3 separate regions of the Mus musculus genome follow, and all the other regions are linked to region 2. Evidence: chromatin contacts called from public HiChIP or PLAC-seq and Micro-C data. All regions are on one chromosome and are shown on one strand. The core of a region is the stretch at or near the end of the contact, and the rest is flanking DNA. Distances in the headings are between cores, read along the strand shown.

Region 1 (4,143 bases), core at 1,466-3,965, 340 kb before region 2:
ACACATGCCTGAAGCTTTGTTTCCATAGATTCTAAGCCCTATCAAGTTCACCATCAAGATTAACCAGCTCACCACTGCTCTCCGAGGAAAAGAGAGACAATCAGAATGGTGGTCACTTTGGAATCACCTACAAAAAGAAGGAGTGTTTGGTGAGACAGCTAGAAGGGTAGAAGCATTGGCTGCCAAGCCCGATGACCTGCTGAGTTCACTCTGGAACCCACAGTGGGAGGAGGTAACCAACTTTCACACACGCGCACCCACCATTAAAGAAATACATCTAATAAAAAAACTAAACTAAAAAAAAAAGTTGGAGAGATGTTGGTCTGATTTCATGGTTTGCTGAGTTGAACATTTACCAGCAGCAATGGAAAACATCTTCAGAAACGAAAAAAAGATAACATTTCCCCATTTGCCTGCCCCAGCCACATTTCAAGTCTAATCCTTTGTCTTCTCCCTTCCTTATCTGTGAACAGTCTCTACCAGGAGAAACCATCCCTCAATTGGGAGGTCATAGGTCTTTAAACTGGAGAATCCAGAAGGACAAATGATGTCAAACTGGCCACATAAAAGACCAAGGTTATTTCTTTACATATGAAAACATTTTTCTTACTAAGGCACCTGGAGGGTTACTTCCAGCACTAAGGAAGTTAGTTAAGACTATAACCTGAAAGGCTGGGAGCCTTGGACTGTGCTGATTCCTAAGATAGCTTGTCAACCCAGAGTAATGAATAATTAAACAGAATGTTAATGTCCTCTGTATGTGTCTAGACCAGCGGTGTATAGGAGGAATATGAGAGCCACAGGTATGAAGCACAAGCTGTTAACTCTCCAGTAGCCATCTTAAAAATCAAAATCAAAACAACAACAAAAAACCCCATGTGAATGTAATCTTGGTAGAAAACTATATACCTACCAAAATACTATAATCTCAACATACAATAGGTATAGTAAATTATTAATAACACATTTCTTTTCTTGTTTTGTATTAAGACTAGCATGAATCTTAAAACATATATATCTCAGTGTGGGTTAATTCCCTTTCAAGTGTTCAGTAGCCTCTTGTGGCTCTGGTGACATAGAAGACAACAGGTTCAGGACGAGCCAGAATGAACCTAACTGATATTTACAAGGATTGAAAACTAGAGGCCACCTGACATTTGAATTGGTCAAACAAACATCGGTCAGACCATATAATATGCTTTTATTAAAAATAATGTAAAGGACAATGACAAAAAAATCACACTGAAGATAAATTTTAGTGAAAAACTCAGGCCAGTGAGTGACATTTTCAGTACATGATGTGATTCAGATCTCAAATGTCCCCTCAAGGCTCATTTGATGGGAGTTTGGCCCCCCAGGTCAGTAATATTCAGAGGCGGGTTTGGGGAAATATTGGATGAGGGTTCTGATCACATGGATAATCAATCCATTGATGGATTCGTTATTGGATAGAGCCCTTTGAGAATGTTCTTGGGGACCAGGACTTGCCCCCAGCCCTTCGCTTCCTCCTCTTGTCACCTCTCTGTAGCATGAGGCCATTGCCCTGACATCTTCTCTGCCATATTCTTCACTGTAGACAGAAAACAATGGAGCCAAGTGGGTGGGACTAAAACTTTTGAAGCTCTGAGCCCAGGTAAACCTTTTCTTTTTGAAGTTGTTTGTATCCGCTATTTTGTCACAGTGAGGAATCGCTAATTCTGAGTTATTTTTATGGAGAATGTATATACTTAGCAGATCACCTCTCTTCCTCCTTACTCTCCACTCCCTAGTTGGCTTCATTTTCTTTCATAACTTAAATACATGAACTATGGCCTGCTAAGTTTACCTACTTTTGTGTTTAATTTCTGTCTACTTCTAGAACACAAAAGGTTATATTGTGTGTAAAACATTATTTTAGGTCCCAAGCATAAAGCCCTGGTTCAATATTTAAAATATGTCCATGCCTATCTGTGGCCATACTTAGTCGGAAGGTTTCAAATAAATCATGTGTGAGCAAGTCTGCTATATCATTTACCTCACTCTTTCTTTGCCATCATGGGAGGGCTTGAGGGGCGGCTTGAGAGTTTCTTCTTTCTTTGTGATGGCAGCTGAACTAGGACCTGGCACACACTAGGCAAGGGCTGTGCCACTGAACTACCTCCCTAACTGTCATTTCTTTGTTTCTGAGAGATGGAACAATAGGAAAATTCCAATTTGTTTTGTCTACTGGCAAAAATGATACAATCGGAAAATTCCAATATGTATTGTCTACTGGCAAAAATGATGCGGCACAGGGGAGGAATCCAGACAAAGAGCAAACGAATGGCACAGTGGAGAGAGGAACTGGAGTCGGTGCAGAACAAATAATAGGAATACAATCAGTCTACCTCTGAACCAGAAGGGAGCGTGGACCACACAGGCACAGAGGTGCGGTCTGGAGGCTTGGAGGGTGAGGGATTCTTTTATCATCCTGTCCATTTGCTCCAGAGACTACAAAGAAAGGCATACGATTCTATTATAGCCAGATTGAGGTGCTCCAAGGCATTAAAAATAGTTCCCTCTATGTGTGTGGAGTTATGGACATTTTCCATGATCTTGATTCTGTGTCTTGATACCTCTATCAAGCACGTCAGAGTGTAGTCCTTTCTTTATAGGCAGTATCTATAAACACCCCCCTTTCTAGCTGCTCTGAAGGGTGAGCCTAACCAGCCTGCCCCCTTGTGGTCCATCTGTAAGCTACTTAGATCTCCCTGTGCCTTTAAAAAAACCACGGCTCAGTAATGTGTGTGCCTTTCAACCCACTCAGATTAGAAGACTCTAATGAGGAAGTGCATGCACAAATAATTTGAAAAGAATCAGCATGGCATGGATATAGAATATCCTTATTGTGGCTATTTCTAGTATAGGCAGGGAGGGATGAAGAGAAGCAGGATCTAAGAATAGCCTTAAATTCACCTCTCACAGGTACCCAACCGTCTTAATAGCAGAAATGTCTCTCCTGATTTAATCTCAATGCATCTCTTTCTAGCAACTGTGATTAATATGAAACCCTTTATGTTCGCCCTAGAAAACAAACTATGAGACCCACCCCCCTTCGCCTTCACATTAACTTCTCTTTATTGTTTGGATCCCCGAGTTAAAACATTTCCTAGGAAGCCAGGTTTCCCTTTTTGGCTCCAGATACACTAATTATGAACATTTACCAAAAATTTTTGCATTTGTATTCAAAACTACTCAGAGACTATATAGCCATGATTATTCTTTTGTCCGTTTTTTCAAATCCCTGTGATTGCATTGTTAGATCCGCTTCAGCACGTGGTCCTCACTGGCATGTCATCATTAGACACATTTATAGAAATCTACTAAATAAAAAAAAAAAAACACCACAAGATGAAGATAAAGCCACTTATTTAAGGCACTTTGCATGAATTAAGTAATGATAGTGGAGTCACATTACTCTTCCTCGGGGATAATTCTGGGATGCCTTTGTGTTTCTTGGCATTTGAATATTTCATTGTCAGCCTCAAGGATTAGGAAATGAAAAGACAATGCCGGGCCTGAGCTGTTGTGTGATGTGTATACTGCTCAAGATAAATGCTCATTAATCTTTGCTTTCAACGTATTTACATTCTTCCCCTGTTTATTGTAAGGCAGCGTAACCCCAGCATCAAAGGGAAATTTTGAAAAATGAGGAAAACACTACCAGCCGTCTCCTCTTCTCAGTGCAACTGTTCCGCCTTTGTGTACTCTTGGCCCGCCGTCCTCTAGTGTGCGTATCATTGCGTGCTTGCCATCATCCTATGCATGCCACCTTGGATGTGCAGTTTCATTCATTTATTGATTTTTTTCTACCCTAACATTTTTATTGGTCCTCTGGGAATTTCCCATCATGCACCACAATCATACTCACTTCCCAGTCCTTCCATGTCCACTCCACACCCTTGTTACCTCCCCTAAAAAAAGTAGAAATAAAAATAATAATTAAAAAAAAGCCAAGTTCACCTTGTGTTATCTGTACATTCACTGTGGCATGGTCAAACTCCCAGTGGGCTGCCCCTTCAATAGAACTGAGTCCTCCCCGTCTCCTCCCCCACCAGAAGCCACCATTGTGGAGAGCTGTGCTTCAGCTTCCCCGTCACACTCTTTAAGAGTTCTCTTTGGTGA
Region 2 (4,243 bases), core at 595-3,094:
ATTTGTATTATCTATCCATCCATCTATCTATTTATCTACTCATCCATCTATCCATCCATCCACCCACCTATCTACCTACCTTCCAATTTATTACATTTTTGTGGTGGTGTGTGTCTGCCCTAGTTTACACTTTTAAGCATTCTGTAGGGCTGTTTAATCCATTTGTCAGGATGCCAGTGAGACCACTCATTTGGACCGTCTAGGGCTCTTGCTACCAAGCTGGAAGGTGCCTGAGTCCCAGGACCTATACAGTGGAGAGAAAGAACACACTCTTCAAAGTTGTTCTCTGACACCCACATGAAGCACCTTCAATAAACAAATAATAAATAAGTAAACAAATTATAAAAAAATATGTGGGGAAACGATACCAGAAAAAATATTGGTTTGAGGTCTCACACTTAAACACTATTAAGTGTACAATCTTGGGACTTAAAGAACCCCCAAAACAAACGTTTATCTTCTCTACTTCATAACGTTAACTGTAGACCCGGATACTATAAAAACCCAGATTGTTACTGTCCACCCCCGGATAGCCACAGTGACTGTGAAATGTCCCTAGGTAGAAATTGTCTTAAGAGAATTACTTTAGGAGTTGGAGAGTTGGGTCAATTAGTTAAGAACAAGAAAGTTGGCGCATGACTTTAATCCCAGCACTTGGGAGGCAGAGGCAGGCGAATTTCTGAGTTCGAGGCAGCCTGGTCTACAAAGTGAGTTCCAGGACAGCCAGTAACCCTGTCTCGAAACAAACAAACAAACAAACAAAGAAACAAACAAAGAACAAGAGTAGTTGGGCTCCAGGCACCCACAAGATGATACACAAGCATCCGTAACTCTAGTTTCAGGAGATCTGACATCCTTCTGACCTCCCTGGGCACTAGTCACACACGTGGCACACACACATATTCATGTAAGTAAAACACTCATACACATTAAAAAAAAACTTTAAAAGGAAATTATTTTGCTTTTATCTTGCTCCTAAGGCAGACCACAGTCGGATCGAGTTGGGGAAAGGGGGACTCAGAGGGGATGGGGCGGGGGGGGGGTGTTGAGGGTGAGATTAAAAAAATAATTAACACAAGAGAAAAGGCACCCAAATGCAAATAGGTTTTAAAAACCGAGTTTCAAAGCTAACTCCTTCACAGGATGCCTCTGTAGTCCACTGGCCCAGTTTCCACAAGTCTCAGCAGGAGCTTGGCTGGGTGGAGGTCCACGCTGGCCAATAGAAATCAGCTGTATTCTTACAGGTTTCGCAGCAGGTGGAGAAACTGAGCATGAAAAATTACTTAAACGTGGGCTCGGTCTTTTACTGAGGTCAGGGGTGCCACGATCCGTCCTCCTCTACCAACAGGAACAGAAATAAATGTTGGGGACCCAGTTTCCTAATCCCTTCGCCCGGCAATCCCGACTAGTAACACCTCCACCATAAGCCGAATATATTCTCCCCGCTCCGGAGCTTGCTGGAGGGACCGGTGGTTGTCCTTTATTGTCTAGGGAGCACCTGCCAGGTGGCTGGCCCGTACCTAATGCGCTCGTGGCGCTGGGCTTCACAAAGCGCGGGCAGCACCTGCGTGGCCAGCCAGCCGCCTGGACTGAAGGACCACCGATGGAGGGAGAGTGCTAGGAGGAAGAGGATCCAGGGTGGAGGGCCTGTGGGGGCTCCTGGTCTTAGAGGGCACAGCGCCCCCGGGATCAGCTTATTGCAGCCCGAGAGCCCCGGGCACTAGGCAGCGGGAGGGAGTGCGACCCGGGCGGGAGAAGGGAGGGGCGTGGCCACGAGCTGGGAGGAGGGCTGGAGGAGGGGCTGTCGCGCGCCGCTAGTGGCTCTGGGGGCTCGGCTTTGCCGCGCTCGGTGCACTTGGGCGAGAGCTGTAGCAGAGAGAGGAGCTCAGAGTCTAGCGCAGCCACCGCGATGAGAGGCGCTCGCGGCGCCTGGGATCTGCTCTGCGTCCTGTTGGTCCTGCTCCGTGGCCAGACAGGTGGGAAAGAGCGGCAGACAAGAGGACTGCACCCTCTGTGGGCGCAGCCCGGGTCCGGGAGGGGTGCCACCTGGGTGCGTCCGGAGTGGTAGCTGTTGGCTTTTCCCATGCCTACCACCTCGAAGGTGGTAGGCGGCCGCGGGACTCTGGTGGCCCGCCTCGCTCACCTGAGCTGAGAGACCTCAGCCCGGGTGGTGGAGACCCGGGGCCGAGGGTCTTCTGGGAACCCAGGCAGCGAGCTGCAGGCTGCGGGCGAGTTTGGTGATGCTTTTGTGCCGACTGCGCGCGGGTGGCAGGGGCGGGCGGCCTCGGGCTTCGCACCGAGAGCGTCCTCTCTCCGAGCGAGGTGCGGCCACGGCTTCCTTTTTGTTAAAAGTTGCGCGTGGGTGACCGACGCCTGGGACAACCAGCCCACGGGTCCCGGACACACGCCGGGCAAAGTTGGAGAGCCTTTTCTTGCGGCCGCTGCTTCCCCACCTCGGGCGCTCTTTGTGCACAGTGCTGGGGACGCAACTGCAGCCGCTCTCATCGTGCGCGGCGCCACCCGAGGAGACGAATCTCGGGCTTGCTTGCCCCCACCCAACTCCGTTTTTTGCACGGGGAGCACGCGGCGTGAGGCTCTGGGGCGGGACCCCACGAGCCTGTAGGTGGCGGCTATGGGGACAACTTGAGCCGGGCGTGTGGCGAGCAGCCGCTAGGTTGCAGACTTTTTCCTTTTGTAAATCTCGTGCTAGGGGCTCGCCCCTCTCTGCAGCCGCACGGTGTTCGTTGCTGCCACGCGCCAGGGAGCTGCTGTAGCCTACGTTGGTCGCCAGCTTCTGGGAATCAGGGACTGCGTGCGGGGACGCAGCTGTTCTTGCCACCTCGTGCGCGCTGGACCAGGACCGAGTCAGTTCTCCCCAGCTTTGGAAACCTCTGGTTTCAGTGTATGCGACTTGTAATCGCAGGTGGCCGTTTTTTTTTTTTTTTTTTTTTTTTGGAGGGGAATCCCGAGATCCAGAAACCCTCTCCCACGTGATAGCCATACTCAGGGCTGCCTGGGGAGGCTAGGGGGTGGGGGAGAAGGGGTAAGCTTTCTGCAAATAGCATTTGTTTCTTCAAGCTGTTGGGAAAATCTTGTTACCTTTTGCAGGGTAACTTGGGTCTCAAGATCTTAAGGTTCCGGAGCTCCTCAGCCCTGCCCCTTTTTTTGCCAGGTGTCGCTGGTGCACTGCCCGTGCAGGTTGCCTGCTTAGTCCTGAAGCCCTGCTCCCTCCTAGGTCATTTTCAAAACAAAAACCAGAAACCCTTTTAGGTTACCTTGATGCTATAGGCTAGAGACAATCTGCACGCTGCAATAAGGCGTCAGATGGCCAGCATCTCTGTGACCTGTTTTGAGCCCACCGCTGACTGCGTTTTCCAGATCTCACTCCCTAGATGCTTTTGAAAGGCTGGGAGAGGGCTTTTTTTTTGTGGGGGAAGTCTTGCATCTGGACCTCTGCGCGCACAGAAGAGGGGTCACCAAGGGTCACAAATGAGTGTTCAGATTCCTAGGCATATTTGACCACTTAGCTGAAAATGACCCCAGTGATCTTTTACGTTTTCCACCTTGTTCTGCTTTAGAGCAAGGTGGAACGCCACAAAGATCACAGTTCCCTTTTGAAAACAGAAACGAGTCAATGGTTTGCATTTTCCCCCTGATTAGTCTGCTCTGGCCAATAACTTTTTGGCAGAGGGAATTTGAAGGTCTGATTCCTGGCACAGGGTGTGTTGTAATTCCTTTCTCTGTCTCTCCCGTTTCAGGCCTCCTTTTCAGCCATTCTGCCTCCTTGGTTTTGTGCCCTTGGGCGGTCATTTAAATTGGGAGTGGGTGTGTGTTGGGGGGGACTTTGGTTTCCACGGAAGGTACTTGAAGACATTTGCATCACGAAGGATCTGAGGAGTTCACAATTTCAGAAAGCAGCTTTCTTGTCTAAGGGCCTTTTGGGGTGTGTGTGTGTGTGTGTGTGTGTGTGTGTGTGTGTTACGGTTTTGCTCCAGGCTTTGCAGGAAGCAGTTTTGTGTTTTTGTTTATGCTGTAACCTTTGGAGGGCTAACCAGTGCCTGCTCTGCAGTAACCCCTCCTTCCGGGGCATTCACAGTGGGTTTACAGCTCAACAGGATGGTCCTAGAACAGTGAATCAGACCTCCTCCCCCTCCCCACACCCCCTGTTCCTGCAGGTGCAAGTCCCTAGTCATTCATGGTCATTCACGCACCTGGCATTCTGGCTTACGATCCTGCTGGAGAT
Region 3 (4,406 bases), core at 331-2,830, 290 kb before region 2:
CTGGAAGAGCAGCCAATGCTGTTAACCGCTGAGCCTTCTCAGAGGTAAGTCTTGACAAGTCTCCAGTGCCCAGATCTTAGGCAGAGGTAGAAGGGAGCCAGCTGCTCCTCTCCCATCTTTTCTCTCTCCTTCTCCCACATGCCCACAGACCCAGCTGCTCACTGTTCAGGGAATCAGAATGCAGGTCCTCTCAGAGAGGCGCTCGCCAGCTTATCAGGCGATGAGAAGGAAAATTGAGATGCATCCCTTCTCAAGTGGCTGGCAAGATGCTTCTGGGTGCAGCCTGAAGGAGAAGGGGTTCCTATCAACGCATATCAAGTAGAGCATGTGAAAGAAGAGAGGCCTTGGCTTGGCAGGCAGAGGATGCAGCGGGATGCTGAGACCGTTTTGAGCTCCACAGATACACAGATACAAAACTCAGAAGGCAAGATGGGGTTTTGTGTGTTAGGTGAGGGCTGGAGCAGGCTGGGCTTCCCTGAAGAAGAGGAAGCAATGTAAAGCATTCGTCAGGACATGATTTTAACCTGGGGTTCGGTGGTACCACATCCAATGCCTTCCCCCAATACATTGGCTATCATTTTATTTCCTGCTTCTTTCTTCTTCCCCTGGTCCAGTCCAGCAGAGAGTCACAGAGGACCACACTTTAGGTTCCTCCCGTTTTGTCAGTAAGCTGTATCACGGTGTTTGTACAAGACAGATACAGGCATCCCTTCTTTGAGATCCTCAGTTACCTGCTGAGAGTACCTTGTCCCACCCCCAAGCTGGTCCCAATATTTTTTGACTGTCAGTCTTCTCCCTTAGCAAGTCCCTTGTTCAAACAGAATCCTTAGGAAGGATTCTGGGAACAAAAAGGTCTGAGATTAGATTGCAATTAATATTTTAATATTAAAATAATATGTAATAAGTTATTAATCCTTGGAGAGTCTCGTATATGCATGCAATGTATTTTGATCATATTTATTCCCAGTTTCTCCCTTAAGAGAAACTCTTCTCTTCTGAGATTCTCCCTTCATCCCCTGGTCTCTTCTAAATTTCATGCCCCCCCCCCTTTTTAAAATTAATCTCTGAGTTCAATTTGTTCTGCACGTAAATGCATGGGTATGAGGCTGTCTGCAGAAGTGCCATCAACCTACCAGGATTCACATTCTTAAAGAAAACTACCCCTCTGCCCACCAGAAACCATCTACTGACAATAGCTCCTAAGCTGAGGATGGAGACTCCTGAGCCCCTCCCAGACTCCATGCTGGAAGCTGACTGGATGGATGGATGCTGTGCAGGTCGTGTGCAGACAACCAGTTGCTTTGACTTTAGGTGTGTAATGACCCTGTCATGTCCAGAAGACAGTTTGGCTCTTACAATCTTGCAGACCCTTCTTCCACTATGGTCCCTGAATCCTTAAGTGTGTGCACTCGTGTGTGTGTGTGTGTGTGTGTGTGTGTGTGTGTGTGTGTGTGTGTGTGCTATACGTGTCTCTTTTGTGGCTGAGCATGACACAGTCATTCACTCTCTGCAGTGTGACCAGCTGTGAGTTCCTGTGTTAACTACCATCCACTGCACAAAGAAACTTCTTTGATGTGGTCTGAGACCAGGCAGGTACATTTTTTAAAGAGTAGGGAAAAACACTGTTTGGAACAGCAGAAGCCGAGTTCAAAGCTGCTGCTGCCATTCCGTCTCCCCCTGTGCCATGAACCACGCAGGCTTCTGGAGCATTCGGAGGGGACCCTGATGTTTCAGTGCAAGGCTCTCTGTGCACACTGCAGCTGCTTCTTACCTCATACATATTTTATGTTTGAGTGTGTGTGGTTTGGGGCAAATAAAAACAAAGTAAGTTCTGTGCCTCCACTTTTGCCTCCAATATGTAGAGATTGTTTTTCCACCAATGCCTCTGAGATATAAGTAAATGCAAAAAGTCCCTGCCAGCTAGCGTTGAAGTTCTGCGCAAAGCAGGGATGTGGGCTTGTGCATTCCCATTAGTGAGTTGGCATCCCAGCCTCCTCTCTCCTCAGTGGGCCTCCTGGGGGGCTGAAATGCCAAGTTACTCCCCGCCGAGAAATGCTTCCTTCGCACAGTACATTTCGATCAGACAATGTCACAGGTCCCCAGCTGTAACGGACGATCTATCCGCCAGCCTCATCTACGGTAACTGACATCAGTTGAGCCTGTCACGTGCAGAGATGATGGGAACATAAATCTTTCAGAAGATTAAGAGGGAAGTGCAGACCCAGGCACCAAAGTGCTCATGAGAAAACATCATGAACGGCAGAGACAAAAGCTGTTCAGATTCTCTGTAAAGATTAGGAGACTATCAGAAGTGGCCAGAAGTCCTGTCATCAGCGTGGGGTGTCTTATTTGGATGACGCAGTGCCTATCAGGCTCTTCTGGTCTCCCACAGAGATTAAAAATGGTGGTTGAGTAGAAATAGTCACCTCAAACACCTTTACTTCCAAATATATCCTCTTATGGAGAAATCACATCTCATTGTGGCACCTCATGGCTGAACAACTTACAGTGGCCTCCAGTGCTCACAGAGAAAAGCACAAATGCCCCTGCTTCCCCACAGACAAGTCCCTTAGAAGTCTCTCCCAGCCGTCTCCTTCTGCCCTTGAGTTTCAGTTGGTTGCTCGAGAGTCTCACTCACGCGTGTAAGCTCCACACAGGGCTGCTGTTGCTCTTCTCATGCCCTTCCCTGAGCTCTGGGCTTTGCCACATCCACCCTGCTCTATGGCACAGGACTGGCTGCATGGTGATCTGTGCTATGGAAGCCTTCATCGACACCTTCATGACTGTTTTCTCAAGCCTCTGCCCCTTCTCCAGACTCAGAGCTCCTGGCATGGTATCTCAGCTTATTCTGCAATAACCTGTAATCAACAAAATATCTGTTGTGTTGATGAAATGGGACCACATTTAATAAGTTCATATGCACTGGTGTATTGTGTGGCTGGGGATTGGATCTAGCCCTGTTAGGGCCTCGTGGATGCTCTATGAGAGCTCTGTTCATGACCTGCACCTCCAGTTGTGGGATTCCATTGTAGAAAAGAGATGCTATCCCAAATTGATTGACATGAACTGATGGTCTATTCCGACAGGATTTAGTGTGGGCTTGCATTAGTAACTCCGAAGAAGAAACTGAAGCTACTGTACTTCATTTGAATATTGTTTTATTCATCCATTCAGTTTCTTATTGAAGGCCTACTATATGTGAGTTATTATCTGAAGCATTAAGGATTCAGTAGCAAACAATAGAGATAAAAATTCCTGCTCTTGCAGAGTTTATGGTCTCAGGACATAGTGGTTAGCATGGGCTCTGAGGCCAGTGGCTGCTTTTATCACCTTGAAAAAATAATTTAACCTTCCTGTGTCTTGGACCTCTCTCTCTCTCATCTATAAGAGAGAGATAAGGGGAAATGTCTATTTCGCAGGGCTTTTGTAAAGATAGATAAGTGAATACATGTGAATTACTCAGGGCGATGGCTAGCATATAACATACATTCAATAATCCATATTTACGAGGATTTTTCAGGGGTGGACTGATTTCAGAAAAGAGAAACACAGATTCCTCATTTACCTTTTTAGCCTCTTAAACTGTCTGTGGTCAGGCCCATGGGCAGGTACCCTCCTTTTGTGCTCAACCTGGCATGTCTCTGCCTTTATTTTTGCTCCTTATTCTTTTTTATTTTGTGATGAACATCACTTGCTTTCAATGTCTTGGCTGAGAACCAGTGTGTAGAAACCAGGAGAGCCTGAAGCGGGTTAATGACAGATGACTTATGTAGATAAATGTACCAGCTCTCCGTTGATGGTTGGATTATTCAGTTCTCCACCTTCTATTGGCTGTGTCACTCGGTTTTCCAGGTTCCACCCAGGGACATTCTGAGGGCTTCCTAGAAAGTAGAAATTCTTTCTTGTGACTGCTCTGTGCAGAAAACTTTCTGATCAATCACTAGTTGTGTGTTCTCCAGCACATCATGACTATGACTCTTCCTTTTTTTTTTTTTAATTAGTTTCATCTGTAGCACAGAAGCTGTTTGTAGTTTTAAACCACAGCCAGTGTTAAAGAATAATTACGCAAAACATATGACAGGAGGTTCCCCACAGGTGAAAGCCAGTCAGTCTAGCTCTGTTGGTGAGCTCCAGGTTCAATGAAGCCATGTCTCAAAAAATAATGGGAAGAAAGATTTGAGGAAGACACCCGACATCTATCTCTGGCCTCCCCACTCATGGGTTCACATATGCATGTATACTCCCCACACCATCCCACCCACACACACACAAAATTAATAACTGTCATTTAGTTAGTGAGTGGGGACCTCCTGTCCTTACCTTCCCGGTGCTGGCATTGTAGGTGCATGCCACCATACCCGACTCTTTCGGTGGGTACTTGGGCCCTTACGTTCACACTTTCCTGA

The links. Hi-C and Micro-C count contacts between places; a contact is called where the count stands out from the background. HiChIP or PLAC-seq counts read pairs in DNA pulled down with a chosen protein or histone mark.
Region 1: a contact with region 2 is called in an H3K4me3 HiChIP or PLAC-seq map of embryonic basal ganglia, with 2.8 times the contacts expected there. The contact joins the enhancer-like site here to the promoter of Kit in region 2. A contact is called at or near these places in 6 of 39 promoter capture datasets (the HPC-7 cell line, HPC-7-derived erythroid cells, cranial neural crest and 2 more), 1 of 484 Hi-C or Micro-C datasets (cochlea) and 11 of 115 datasets of contacts at active chromatin or transcription factors (VIP interneurons, craniofacial prominence, embryonic basal ganglia and 8 more).
Region 3: a Micro-C map of the G1E-ER4 cell line shows a contact between it and region 2, with 2.6 times the contacts expected there. The contact joins the enhancer-like site here to the promoter of Kit in region 2. A contact is called at or near these places in 3 of 39 promoter capture datasets (the HPC-7 cell line, hematopoietic stem and progenitor cells and liver), 6 of 484 Hi-C or Micro-C datasets (the G1E-ER4 cell line, the HPC-7 cell line, nephron progenitors and 1 more), 5 of 115 datasets of contacts at active chromatin or transcription factors (embryonic forebrain, embryonic hindbrain, embryonic midbrain and 2 more) and 1 of 9 other capture datasets (adipose tissue).

What each region holds. Positions count from the first base shown.
Region 1 is chr5:75,235,861-75,240,003 of GRCm38.p6, forward strand. No RefSeq gene overlaps it. Among named protein-coding and RNA genes, the nearest start is that of Mir7025, 61 kb to the left of the region's middle. Within about 2 kb of position 2,716, at least 8 of the 459 cell types and tissues checked have an H3K27ac peak or open chromatin away from gene starts, as enhancers often do. A contact at or near this core is called in embryonic basal ganglia, where this site is marked.
Region 2 is chr5:75,573,143-75,577,385 of GRCm38.p6, forward strand. Kit (KIT proto-oncogene receptor tyrosine kinase) reads left to right here and starts at 1,845. Exons shown (of 21, transcript NM_001122733.1): 1 at 1,845-1,976. The coding sequence starts at 1,910.
Region 3 is chr5:75,283,896-75,288,301 of GRCm38.p6, forward strand. No RefSeq gene overlaps it. Among named protein-coding and RNA genes, the nearest start is that of Mir7025, 110 kb to the left of the region's middle. Within about 2 kb of position 1,581, at least 15 of the 459 cell types and tissues checked have an H3K27ac peak or open chromatin away from gene starts, as enhancers often do. A contact at or near this core is called in the G1E-ER4 cell line, the HPC-7 cell line, hematopoietic stem and progenitor cells and 1 more, where this site is marked.